2 separate regions of the Oryctolagus cuniculus genome follow, and region 1 is linked to region 2. The links are chromatin contacts, called in public Hi-C maps. All regions are on one chromosome and are shown on one strand. The core of a region is the stretch at or near the end of the contact, and the rest is flanking DNA. Distances in the headings are between cores, read along the strand shown. Region 1 holds the start of BCL2L11 (BCL2 like 11). Region 2 overlaps ACOXL (acyl-CoA oxidase like).

The links. Hi-C and Micro-C count contacts between places; a contact is called where the count stands out from the background.
Region 1: a Hi-C map of psoas muscle shows a contact between it and region 2, with 5 times the contacts expected there. The contact joins the promoter of BCL2L11 here to the enhancer-like site in region 2. A contact is called at or near these places in 2 of 6 Hi-C or Micro-C datasets (psoas muscle and an unstated tissue).

The regions. Positions count from the first base shown.
Region 1 is chr2:112,443,692-112,450,088 of mOryCun1.1, reverse strand. It overlaps BCL2L11 (BCL2 like 11), which reads right to left and starts at 2,339. Exons shown (of 4, transcript XM_051836363.2): 1 at 2,214-2,339. It overlaps ACOXL (acyl-CoA oxidase like), which reads right to left. Exons shown (of 19, transcript XM_051836339.2): 19 at 2,214-4,040. The coding sequence ends at 3,840.
Region 2 is chr2:112,150,225-112,156,675 of mOryCun1.1, reverse strand. The region is part of intron 9 of ACOXL (acyl-CoA oxidase like); the gene reads right to left. Among named protein-coding and RNA genes, the nearest start is that of ACOXL, 77 kb to the right of the region's middle. Within about 2 kb of position 4,790, at least 1 of the 8 cell types and tissues checked has an H3K27ac peak or open chromatin away from gene starts, as enhancers often do.

The DNA.
Region 1 (6,397 bases), core at 1,090-3,589, 300 kb before region 2:
ACCCCGTGCCTTAGCCACTCGCCCCTAGGTTCAGGCCGGTCGGAACGAGGACCTCTGCGGTCGCCCCGGCCGCGGTGGCAGCTCTCTCCAACTTTCCCCCCCCTTCTCCCGCGCGCAGCGGGCCAGCCCCAAATCAGAGCGCGCACATCCATGTCCCCACCCTCCGCGACGGGCAGGTTCTCAGCCCGCAGCGCCCACCCCCGGGGGCACGGCCTGCAGCCCACGGCGCCTCCAGCGGACACCGCAGATGGGTTATGGGTGCGCTTGGGCACGCTCGAACTAAGACAGCCCGGCCCCGCGCACCGGGCAGGTTTTGCCAGCCGGGGCTCGTGGCCCTGGTTGTAAGGGGAGGCCCTGGAGCTCTCGCTGTCTGCGGATCGTGCGGCTTGGCACCGCCCGCAGCACATCCACAGACCGAGCAGGGACACCCCCAGGCGTGTCCGAGAAGGCGAACGCAGAAACTGCTCCGACTCCTCTGCTTGAAGAGGTAAAAGGAAAAGCCCACTATCCTGTTAAGTAGCCACCACAGTTCCGCAAACCCTCTGCAACCGGCCGCGCGCTCCAGAAAAGCAGAGCGCCGCTCGACCGCAGGCCGCGACCCGTGGCCGGGCAGCGAGATCTCCCGGCTGCGCGTGCGGGGCTGGTACCTCAGAGCGGACCCCAGCGCCCGAGCCAGCGCCTCTCCACCCGGGTCCGCGACGCTGCACCGTCGCGCACCAGACCCCGGCCCTAGCCACACTTCGGCCAAGGGCATGCAACCCCTGCGCGGATGACCCTTCCTGTTGCCGGAGAGGGGACACGATGGGCACCAACGCCGCCTCCCGCCCGGCGACAAGCGGGACGGAGACGCGCGCGTCTGCCCGCACGTGCGCGGGAAGCGGGCGGTGGGTGGAGCCGTTCGGGCCCCTGTGCCTGTCTCCCATCCGTTCCCGGCCCGCTGCCCGGGGTTCAGGCATTTTTACCTTGCGCTTCTCAGTCCGAGAATCAGAGTCAGACATTGGGGGGAGGTGGGTCAGGGGAAGGGCGCCGAGGCGGTGGCGACGGGATCGGGACGGGCCAGGCAGTCCGAGGCGGTGTTGGCCGCAATAGGGCAAGGCTGGCAGGGTGGCTAAGAGGATCCGGCAGCGGCAATGCTGGATGGAGCGCTCCGACGAGCTGGAGAAGCCGCGGCGGCGCCGAGCGAAGTGAAACCAGCGCGGCCTTGCAAGCCCAGCTCGGGCTCGCCGCCCCGCGCCCGCGCCCAATCACCGCGGGCCCCGCCCCCACACCCCGCCCCCGGCCGGCGGGCGCGCAGGCCCCGCCCCCGTGGCGCCCGGGCGGCCGGCGCGTGCAGGTTCCCACAGGTGAGGGCGGGGGAGGGCCCGCTGGGGGCCCCGCCGCGCGCGCTCGCAGCCTCGCGCGCCGCCCGCCCCGGCGTGTTTACCCTGCGGGCGGCGGTGTGAGCGCCCAACCCCCACCCCGAAGGGTGACATCGCCGACGCGGGCCGGGGTCGGCCTCTCGGAACTATCTGGGCACGCTGTGAGGGGCTGGCTCCGGGGCAGGTGCCGGGGCTGGGGTGGCCCTGAAGAACTCGCGGACGCGGGGCTGGATACCGTGGCTCTGAGCTCTGCGGGCGCCAAGGAACCCCGAGCAGCCGACGGCACATCCCCTTACCCACCCACCCCGCAGCCGCGCTCGGCGCGGGCCCCGCAATAACTCTCCAACTTTTGTCCCGCTCTCTGTGGGCATCGAGAGACCCCGAGCCCGTGGTGGGACGGGGAGTCGAGGGAAGGGGCCAGGGGCTGAAGTAAGCAGGCGTCTTCCCCGCAGCCCTGGTGCGGGGCAGGATGCGAGTGTGCGCAGAGCGGATGAAAATAGGGAAATGAAAAAAGGACTCGAAAATGAATCATTTGAACAAAAAATAAAGACACCGAGGAGGGCCGCCGACCCCAGGTGCGGGAGAAGCCTACACCCGCAGCTCGGGGGAGACCCCTGAGGTTTGCCGAGCGGGAATCCCTGGAGGAGGGAAGGCTGACGGCGATGTCTGGACCACGCTGGGAGAACCGAGCGGAGGCGCGACTTCTCCCGCCGCTCCTCCACGCGTGCCCCTGATCCCTTGTCCCGCGGAGACCGAACTCCGCGCCCCGCCCTGCCATCCCCCGGCGGCGCACCGCGGACCGCCGCCTCCCTGGCACGCGGCCGGTGGCCCGACCCCTGCCGGCCCCTAGCGCACCTGCGAACCCCCAGCCCCAGGCCTCCAGGTGACCATGGGGAAGGAGCGAGAGGTGGATCGCAAAGGGAACTTCGCGCCGGGGAGGGCAGCCCAGCCGGATCAGGGAAACTCGATTCCGAGGCTGCCCGACCCCGCACCCGGCCAGCGCGGGGAGGGAAGGGGCCTTGGCATGGGGAGGCGGCGTCCTGCCGCCCGGCCGCCTGGGTCGATGGTGACGTTCCTAAGCAGATCGAGCGTCAGCGTGACACAGCACAGCCCCAGGTTAAAGTCTCCTTCGAGGTGAAGGAGGCCGCGGGTTCCGGGAGAAGCGGGAGGAGGCGCGCCGGGCCCCGCCCGGGAGTTTCGCTGCAAGAGGGCAAGGGCGTGGGCGTGGACAGCGCCGAGTGGACTCGGAGGCCCAGTCAGCCCGTCTGCCTTCGACGATCGGACCAACTCTCCGCGCCTTGGCGGCCCCGCGTCGCCCCCGGGTGCAAGCACCGCAGCCTTGGCCGCGCAAGCCGCTGCCCCGAGCGTTCAACGGGGCTGGGCGACAGTCAAGGGCCCAGAAAAGAACCACGCAGCAGAGCGCCCCTTGGCTCAGTGTCCGCGCCTGTACAGCTCCAGCGCCCCCGGGGCGCCGCGCCAGGGACCCGGTGAGCGCTTCAAAGCGCACAGGCTTCGGGGAGAGAGCACCGGGCTGCGCGCTCCTGTCTGGAGCGCTACCCCGAGACCGGGTCCCGCGTTCCCCGCCGCGTGGAGCGCACCTCCGGAAAAAGCGCCCGAGCGCACGGAAGGGTCGGTGGGCGCTGAGTCACCGATCCTGGACGTCGCCCTCGCGGACGCAGGCAGCGCAGCAGCCCTTCTGTCTCTGCCTCGGGACCTTAAAGGAGGGGAGAGGGCAGAAGGCTTGGGGCCGAGAGAAGAATGCAGTCGGGCACACGAGATTAGAATAGGAAAGCTATGGCTTGCGCCTCGGACCACGGGAGTGGGAGTTCCAAAACCAGTTTGCTGCGGCATCTCGCGGGGGCCCGCCTCCCGGTTCTCGGCGAGCCGCGGGAGCCTGCTTGCTTTATTTGGTTGTGTCGGTGTGCGCCTTCCAAACGCAGATGACAGCTTCCGAGGGTCGCGAAAGCGCCGGCCCGGAGACCTGCTGGGGCGGGCGCACAGCCCCAGGCCCCCACTCCTACCTCTACCCGGCCTTTCTTCACCGAGTCCAACAGGATCTGCCTCTCTGAAAGAGCTTCGGCCGCCGAACTGAGCCTTCGCCTGCGCGCACAACGGGTGGAACCTTTATTTTTCCGCTTTTGCCTGAGGGTGTTTGATTTTCAGGTTTTGCTTTTTATTTTTTCACCCAGCACCACTTTTTTTTTTTTTTAATCACCAGAAATCTGAGTCACCTTTGGCGGCACCCGACCGTGGGGCGCGCCTGTGCGGAGAACTCACCGCGACCGTCTAGCGGGGTGCGGGGTTGCAGGGAGAGAGCAAGGCGCCGCACTAACTGTGCGGCTAGCGACGCGCGGCGCCAGTTTCGGCGGGACTCGGGTCGCCGCGGGCACGGCTCGGCGCGTGCCGGTCCGGCCTCTGCCCCAGCTCCGGGCGGCAGCGGCGCGAGCGGCGCGCGGGCCACTGCGCCTCCCGCCACGCCCGTTACAGCTTGGCTCGCTGCTCCGGCCGCGGGGAGGGCGGCCCTTCGCGGGCCAGCGGCTGCAGGCAGGCGGGATAGAAGGCCCAGGCGGCCCGCGGGTTGGGGATCCCGGCGATGGGTGCGTGGAGGCTGGTCCTTGGGATGTTGAAAGCAGAGATCACCCTGAGGGCGTCGTCTCTCACGGAGTTGCACAGGTCCAGCAACTGGAAAACAGGACGCAAAGGCGTGGATCAGACCTTGGGCGCGCTCGGAGAGATCTGGGCCCGGCGGCTTTCCCACCAGGCCCAAAGACCCACACACCCCGCGCCCTCAGAAACTGGTTTCTCTTCGGATTTCTCGGGACCCAGGCGGGTCGAAGCCACCGGTCGTGAATGGCCCTCGGGAGCCCCTTTACATGTTAGAAATTCCCAACTCCGTGACACTTGGCCCTGCAGAACCCCGAAATTTGGAGCGGCGGCGGCTGTGCCTCCGTGTCGGCCGCGGAGCTGGACACGGAGGCCTCAGAATTCGTCAATGTTCCTCTTCCCTGCGCTCCGTTCCTCCTCCCCGCCCCCGCCCGCCGCCCGCCGCCCGCCGCCCGCCGCCCGCCGCCGCCGCCTTCGCCTGTCTTCCGCAGCTAGTCGCCTCTGCAGTGCCTGGGGTGCCACCCTCTGGTGCGCAGACGCAACTGAACGGGAAGCGCCTCAGAGCAGGTGAACTCGTGGACACCCGGCCCGCCGGCCCACGCTAGCGCCCTCTGACACATGGCTGGCCACAGCCCTGGCGCTTGGCACGGTGGGTCGGCGGGCCGACATTGGGCTGGCACCCTCGAGCGCTGTCCACCGGAGGCTGCGGGTGATCACCTTGTCCTTAACTTGAAAGCTCCGCGGATAGCCCCAGCTGTTCAGACAGAAATCACTGGCCGAGGGGAGAGGAAGATGCGGGCCGGTACCTTGGACAAGCTGCCCTGGGTGCGTGTTTATTTTCATTTCCATAGTTTAGGTGCCAGCACATTTTATTTTATTCCCAGAAAAAAAGAAAGCTGCCAAAAATAATGCTTTTTCTAAAGTTAAACAAAGGCCAGCACTGTGGGCCTCTATGTTTCAAGTTTGCAGTTGTAAACTCTTGTCACCCCTGGAATCTCAGTGAGCACCCATGTTGTCTTGGTTTAAAAATATCACATGAGCCCACCTTATCCTCACCTGGCCCTCACTAGGGTGAAGACCGCGGTTTCTTTGACAGTGGGACAGAATGCCATTTCAGGTGTTCAGAGAACACCAAAAAAGGCAGGGCCCCCAAAAGCGGGTGGAGTAATGGGAGCCAAGTGGGGGACAGCATGAATGGTACAGGCCCAACCCCACTCCTCCGTGAAAACGTGCTCTATTACACCAGTAATGTCTAATGCAAACTTCATTCTCCACACGCTGTGGTTAAGCACCATCAAATCAGTACTGAAAAGACTTTGATCATATTTGCAAGATGCACTAAGATGAACTTTCACAGGCCAAGATGTCAAAGTTTGTAATTAATGCTCTTGACAAATCCCTGACTAATCTGTCAACTCTCAGTGTCTTTAACCACATAGTTCAAAACCATGAGAGGTTACACAGCCCCTACCCGGTCCACGAATTGTCATATGATTATTCAAGGTGATTTTCCCCTGTTGAGTTTGCATTACGAAACTCAACCAACTTGAAAACAACAACAACAACAAAAAAGCAGAATGAGGGGGTCAGGGGGTGGGGAGTGACAGAAGAGAAAGATCTTCCATCTGCTGGTTCACTCTCCCAAATGGCTGCAACAGCCAGGTCTGGGCCAGGCTGAAGCCAGGAGCTGGGGACTTCATGTGGGTCTCCCAGGTAGGTGACAGGGGCCCAAGTGCTTGAGCCAATCTTCACTGCTTTCCCAGAAGTAGTAGCAGGGAGTGGGACTGGGATTACAGTGGCCAGGACTTGAACTGGCACTCCAATATAGGATCCTGGCGTCACAGGCAGCAGTTTAACCTGGTGCACCACAACACTGGCCCCTCAACCAACTTTTGTCACACTCTGTGCAAAAGGTTTCGCTGCCTCTTTCCTTGTGCCTCACCTCTCCTGCTGCTGGTGCCACATGACCTCATGCTGGTCTCTGTGTCAAGCCCCTTACCCAACTAGGAATGTGTCTTGATTAGCCCCTGTCTTGCTTGGGCACTGTGCTAGAGTCTTTTTCTCCATCCCTTGCGTCTGAGCTGGCTTGCAACTTGCTTTGCCAATAAAATGTGGAGAAGGTGTCACTGTGAATTCCAGCATTTAGGCCTTAAGCATCTTTGCAACTCCATCTTTGCTCTCCTGTAACACCAAGACCACTTGCTGAGCAGAAGTCTAGAGTGGCGTGATTTCTGAGCCCCAGGTTCGCGCCTACCTAAGACGAGCCAGAGACCTGCCCAGGTTGCCTACCCACAACCTTGATGTCAATCATCCTTGCTTAAATGCACAGAAATGGAAACTTTTGACCTTACCACAACCAAACAACAAATAAACTTGCTAAAAGGCATCAGTTATACATCATTTTCAAAAGGAAACTCAATGCAGCCAACTCTTTC
Region 2 (6,451 bases), core at 3,541-6,040:
GCTTGGCAATCTGGGCACTGCCCCACGCGAGGTGCCTGCCCATCAAGCTGCCACAGCTCACAGAGCCTCTGCCATCGCCGCTGTGACAGGGCACTGCAGCAGTGCTGCTCTGAGCACTAAGTGAGAACATGCATTGGGGAGGACAAGAGCCCAGCCCGCTGGGTATGGCCAGCACGTAGCAGCTTCCCTCCCCCTCTGCTAGCCCATGTCAGAACAAACGCGCTTGCGACAGGCAGGTAGTCAACTCGGGTCCAAGGAGAGCTGTGTGTCTGGGACGGGCGTGGCCAGGGCAGGAGGTTTCCTGGGGAAACAACACCCAAGCTTACACAGAACCAGCACAGAAGACAGGAGCGAGGGGGAGTCACGGTGGAGGGGCCAGCCTGTGCAGAGCCCAGCGGTGACAAGGTGTGGCTTGCTGGAGGGACTTGCAACCCCATCTGTGTGACTGGAGATTAAGGTCAGTTTCTCTCCCCCAGAAAAAATTCCCTTTCACCAGGCTGCTCCAGAGCTAGGGACCAGGGCTGCCTCCAAAGCTTTAATCTTGTTACACAGCCGCCTGCAGAGAGCAGGAGCCCATCCCGGCCCGTGCGTCATCTGCCCAGAATAGCACTGCAGTCACACACACACCAGCGGTGGCAGAAGACCCAGGAGGCTTCCTTGGGAGTCATCTGCAGGGGTGAGCCAGGGAGCAAGTGGGCACACCCGGAAATCCAAACAGAGTCTTCCCTGCTACATCACGGCTTCCCGGGGTGCGAGCAGCCTGCAGCAGGCGAGCCCCAGAGCTGTGAAACAAACGAGATGGGGAAAGTGTATGCTTTTGCTTGTCTAAACACTCAGCTCTGGATTCCAGGGCATTTCATTCACTGAAAATGCCACCAATGCCACCAACCTGCAGTCACAGAGCTGTGAACTGGACCCGTCAATTCACCAAAGAACCATCCCTGCATCACTGTACCCATCCATCCATTCCTTTTCTCACTAAGTACAAGGCCATGTTCCAAGTCCACAGAGGGCAGTGCTCACCAAGAAGACACAGGCCCTGACCCCTTGAACTTGACATTTCTAAAGACTGGCCTTGGGAGGCTGGCATTGTGGCACAGTTGGTAAAGCCACTGCCTGCACTTGGAATCCCCATATGAGCACCCGTTGAAGTCCCGGCTGCTCCACTTCTGATCCAGCTCCCTGCTAATGACCTGGGAAAGCAGTGGAGGACGGTCCAAGTGCTTGGGCCTCTGCACCCACATGGGAGACCCACATGAAGCTCCTGCCTCCTGGTTTCAGCCCGGCACAGCCCAGCAGATAGAAGATCCCTCTACCTACCTACCTACCTACCTATCTATCTATCTATCTCCCCACCCCGTAACTCTGACTTTCAAATGAATAAATGTAAATAAATAAATAAGACTGGCCTTAGAGGTCAGCCATTCCATGTTAACTCTCCTTACACTGAGCCTGCTGACCACCCAATAAATGTGCTCCTCAGAAGCCCTCTGGCTACCCCTGATCTCAAGCCAACCTCACAGGCACAGAATGCCCATTCCTCAGTCTACCTCCTTCTGCTACAACCATGGCCTCTTCAAACTCTACGTCAGAGGAACTTCCCTGCAAAGCAGGCAAGATCCCACCACCCCAAACCATGGAAGCATCTGGAAAAACCACTCATCTTCCCAGGAGCAGGGGAGGGTGCCTCTCCTGGGGGACGTGGCAGCAGTTATGTGCTAAACACAAGAAACAGTCCTGCCACTGAGGCACCTGATGTTGAGGTTGGGGAGACACCTGCACCTGTATCTGCTTGAATTGAAAAATAGACCAAGGAGTGCTACACAGTGGCCAAAAGATGCCCTTTCCTATGGACATAAGCCAGGCTGCAGGGAGTGGCAAGAGTCTGTAAGTAGAAGAGCTTGTTAATACTGCAGTCCAGCCATGCAGCTCTGGTGGTGCTGGACAGCGAGACGTCCTCACAGAAGGAGCCCGTGCTGGAGCCAGCCCTCCACCCCTGCTCCCCGAGGGACGAGCAAGAGGGAGAAGGGCAGAGCAGGTCTACAAAGCCCAGGTCTCACTCTGAAACCCTTGCTGAGGCAGGGCACTCCACAGCCCTGTGGTGGGGTGAGGGAAGGGTAGGGCAAGGCCAGGTGTGCATGTAAGGAAACATCTCTGCTGGTGGGAGTAGAGGAGGCACCCTCTTCTTAACTCCCTAGGCAAGTTCAAGTCACACAGTGACCAAAGCAAGACCCACTGCCATCCTTGATCCCCTGCATTGGCCCCAGGCCCTCTGCACAGGGGTGAGGCTCTTTCCTCCACCTCTCCCACACCCACTGTGTACCCTATGTCTTACTGCACCACTGTCATGGCTGCCAGCCCTTCATCCTGTCCATCTGCTGCTGACTGTCTGGACAGAGCTCCTGCAGGCGATCCTTCCTTCTCAGGCTCCCCGTGGCTCACGAGTGCCTGTCTCTTGTGGCCCTGGCTCACCTGTCTACTTGGTCTGCTTATCCCCAGCACACTCTCCAAGCAGCCACATTAAGCTCTCTGTTCATCCACAGCTGGAGCTCCCTGGCTCACTCCTCCATGTCTGCACGTCTGGTCTCGCTTCTGCCCGGACCATCCCTCCTCGCTTTGTCCACCAATTTCTGCTGGTCCCTCAGAGCTCAGTATAAGGTTTTGGGGGGATTCATCTCTGAATGGCTTTTGCTGTCCTTGGTGGCCCTGGTTCTGGTCCTGATGCAAACTCTATTACAGCATTTACCCCACATTCCCTGGCATTGCTGTTTCTAGTCCCTCTGCTCCTCAGCCCTCCCTCCTCCTAATGAACCCCCATGTGCCAGGGTAAAAACAGATAATTCAGAGAACAGAACCCTAAAAAGCAATCTCAGGGCTGATGCTGTGGTGCAGCACGTTAAGCAGCCACCTGCAATGCCGGCCCATTTCAGATTGCAGGTTCAGGTCCCAGCTGCTCTGCTTCCGATTCAGCTCTGCTAGCGCACCTGCGAGAGCAGTAGGAGATGGCTCGAGTACTTGGGCCCCTGCCACCTGTGTGGGAGACCCATGGATGGAGTTCTGGAATTCTGGTTTCTTTTTTTTTTTTTTTTTTTTTTTTTTTTTTTTGACAGGCAGAGTTAGACAGTGAGAGAGAGAGAAAGGTCTTCCTTTTTCTGTTGGTTCACCCCACCCACCCACCCCAAGTGGCCACTACGGCCAGCGCATTGCTGCCAGCACGCTGCGCTGATCCGAAGCCAGGAGCCAGGTACTTCCTCCTGGTCTCCCATGTAGGTGCAGGGCCCAAGGACCTAGGCCATCCTACACTGCACTCCCGGGCCACAGCAGAGAGCTGGACTGGAAGAGGAGCAACCGGGACAGAATCCGGTGCCCCAACAGGGACTAAAACCCGGTGTGCCGGCGCCACAGGTGGAGGATTAGCCTAGTGAGCCGCAGCACCAGCCATGGGATTCTGGTTTCTCCCTGGATCAGCCCCAGCCACTACAGCTATTTGGGGAGTGAACCAGCACATGGAAGATCTCTCCCCCACTCTGTCCCTCTGCCTTTCAAGTAATAAATCTTCTCTTTTTTAAGATTTATTTATTTGTTTGAAAGGCAGAGGGACAGAGAGGCAGAGACAGAGAAAGAAATCTTCCATCCCTCATTCACTCTCCAAATGGCCACCTTGGCCAAAGAACTAATTAGAGGAAAGTTCCCCAGAATGAAAAGAGATGCTAGCTTTCATATTGAAAAGGTGTAACAAGTGCCAAGCAGGATACGGAAAATCAGACCTAAATACACCACTGAGAGATTTCCACATACCTAAGATAAAGAGCTTGCAGAGCTAAAGGACAGGTGTACCCCAGGGGAACAAATGACTTCCCATCCACAGGCTTGGTGCTAGAAGATCATGGAGCAGCACCTGTAAAGTTGGGGGGGCGGATTATTTTCAACCCAGAAATCTCAGCTAAACTACTATCAAATATGAAGGCAAATTACAGGCTATTTCAGACAGACTAGTACAAGATCCAAATGTTCCCACCCACACACCCTTCCAGGACAAAGTACTTGAGTATATACTACAACAAAGCCAGAGGAAAGCCAGCCAAAAAGATAACAGGGGATTAAGCAAAAGGTGTGCTCTCAGAAACCTAGCAAAAAAGAAATACCCAGATGATAACTGCTATTCAAATGTCAGGCTGATCAAAAATCAAAAAGAAAAATCAATGGACTCCATGAGATCTTTGAGGAGAATAACGGTGTAGATTGCACGCAGCAGATAAAAGGAGCAAGAAGCTGGAAGACCTGAGTTCTATGTTGATGAAGGTATATGTTCCTTTTCCAACCAAGAAAAAAGAGAGGCAATCAAAACTCCAAGAGAAAGCAAAACCTATGAAAATGCAGTCATCTAAATATCAAGCAAACAAAAATATGATTTTAAGTAATCAATACAGTGTAAGAAAAATTATCCCATTTGACCTTGATGCTAAGAATGGCACACTTCAGATTTAAAGGTGTTGTGACCTCGGGCCTACAAGAGGAAATATAATCCTACACGGTTCCTACAAGAGGAAATATAATCACTACATGGTTGTGTGGTGAGCAACGCTTCCCGGCCCTGATCCCAGTAATGTAACATGAAGCTGGGTGATGGGTACAGAAGGAAACGTAGAAGATGCTTCAGCTTGATGACAGCTGACGAGTGAGAGTGGATGGAAAGCAATCAAGAACTAGAGTGGTTAGCACAGGAAGCGGAGGTTTAGGAGTAAGAGGACACCTCAAAATGCCCACGGAAACGGGAGAGAAAGGGAAGTTCCACAGCAGGCATCTGGCCCAGTGGCTAATACACTGGGAGAGGCACCTGCACCCGCCGTGGGTCCTCGTTCCAGCTTTCTGCTCCTGCAGACTGTTGGAGGTAACAGTGACGGCTCAGGGGGTGGTGCCTGCCACCTCCCTGTCAGATCTGGTTTGAGTTCCTGGCTCCCGACTTTGGCACAGCCCAGACCCAGCCATTGTGGGCATCTGGGGAGTAGATTTTCTCTTCTCCATCTCCCCCATATCTGTCAAATAAATCAATTGTTTAAAAAAATATATGAGTTTGGTGCAAAAAAAATGGAAATCTATGTGTACTTTTTTCATAATTATATTTTTCATGAATATTTTGAAGATTCCTCATATTGGTAGATAAGCTGGTTGGTCTTGATGGAGTTAAAAAGGATGTAGGGTGGGCATTGGGCATAGCAGTTAAGATGCCCCCTGGGGTGCCCAAAGCCCATATCAGAGTGGCTGGGTTGGAGTCCAGGTTCCTCTGCTCCCAGTTCTGGCTTCCTGCTAGTGTACACCCTGGAAAGGCAGCAGGTGATGGCTGACGGGGTTGGGTTTCTACCACCCATGGGGGAGACCTGAATGGAGTTTCCAGCTCCTGGGTTCTGCCTGGCTCAGCCCTAGCTACTGCAGACATTTGTGGAGTGAGCCAGTAGATGAGAGCTCTGTCTGCTTTTTGCTCTGTCTCTTGGCATTTCAAATAAATACATAATTTTAAAATAATAACAATTATGTAAAATTTGAAAAATTGTGAAGGTAAAAAATTGAAAGAGGGCACGGGGTGCAGTGTTATGTCAGTGAACTAAGCTCTCATCTCTCACGGCAGAGACACAGAATCATCTACAGTTGATAAAAGTGCATTGAGCCACCACTGGGGAAGCCTCTACCTCAAATCAGAGTGCCTGGGCTCAGGTCCCACCTCTGCTTCTGGTCCAGCTGCCTACTGATGTACCTGGGTCCCTGCCACCCACGTGGGAGACCCAGATGGGGTTCCTGGCTTCTGGCTTCAGCCTGGCCCAGCTCTGGCTATTGTAAGCTTTTAAGGACTGAGTTAGAGGGTAGAAGATAGCTATCCATATATCTATCTATTTCTTGTTCTTTCAAGTAAATAAAAATAAATAAATAAATTTTAAAAATAAAGTTGATAGATCAAAACAGTTATAACTCATGAATATTGCACTAACCATAATTTTACTTGCCTCCATAGCATTCATAACAGCTTTCTGGAGACAAATTTAAATGGCCCAGCTCACTCTTTAAAATTTATCTAAGGAAGTGTTAACTTTCTTTTTTTTAATTTATTAAATTCCATTTTAGTAGGCAGATAAATTCAAAGTCATTTCACTGGATTGAGTTCAAGAAAAACCTCCCCCTGGATCCACCCAATAGACGTTTGTCATCAATGGCCCTTTTTCCCATCAAAGGACGTCAAAGCAGATTGGATCAGCCTTCTGCCACACCTCTCCCACTCCCAGCTCAGCTCTCTACAAGGCTGGCAGTGCCACTGGAAACAAATCAGATCCCAAGTCCCAATAGGGAAGGAGATCTAGATTCTGGCCCAGCCACTAACCATTTGGCATCAGCCAGATCCCCAGTTTGGATGAAATATCCTCATTTTTAAGTGTGGACAACAAATTTTTTTAACCTTTCA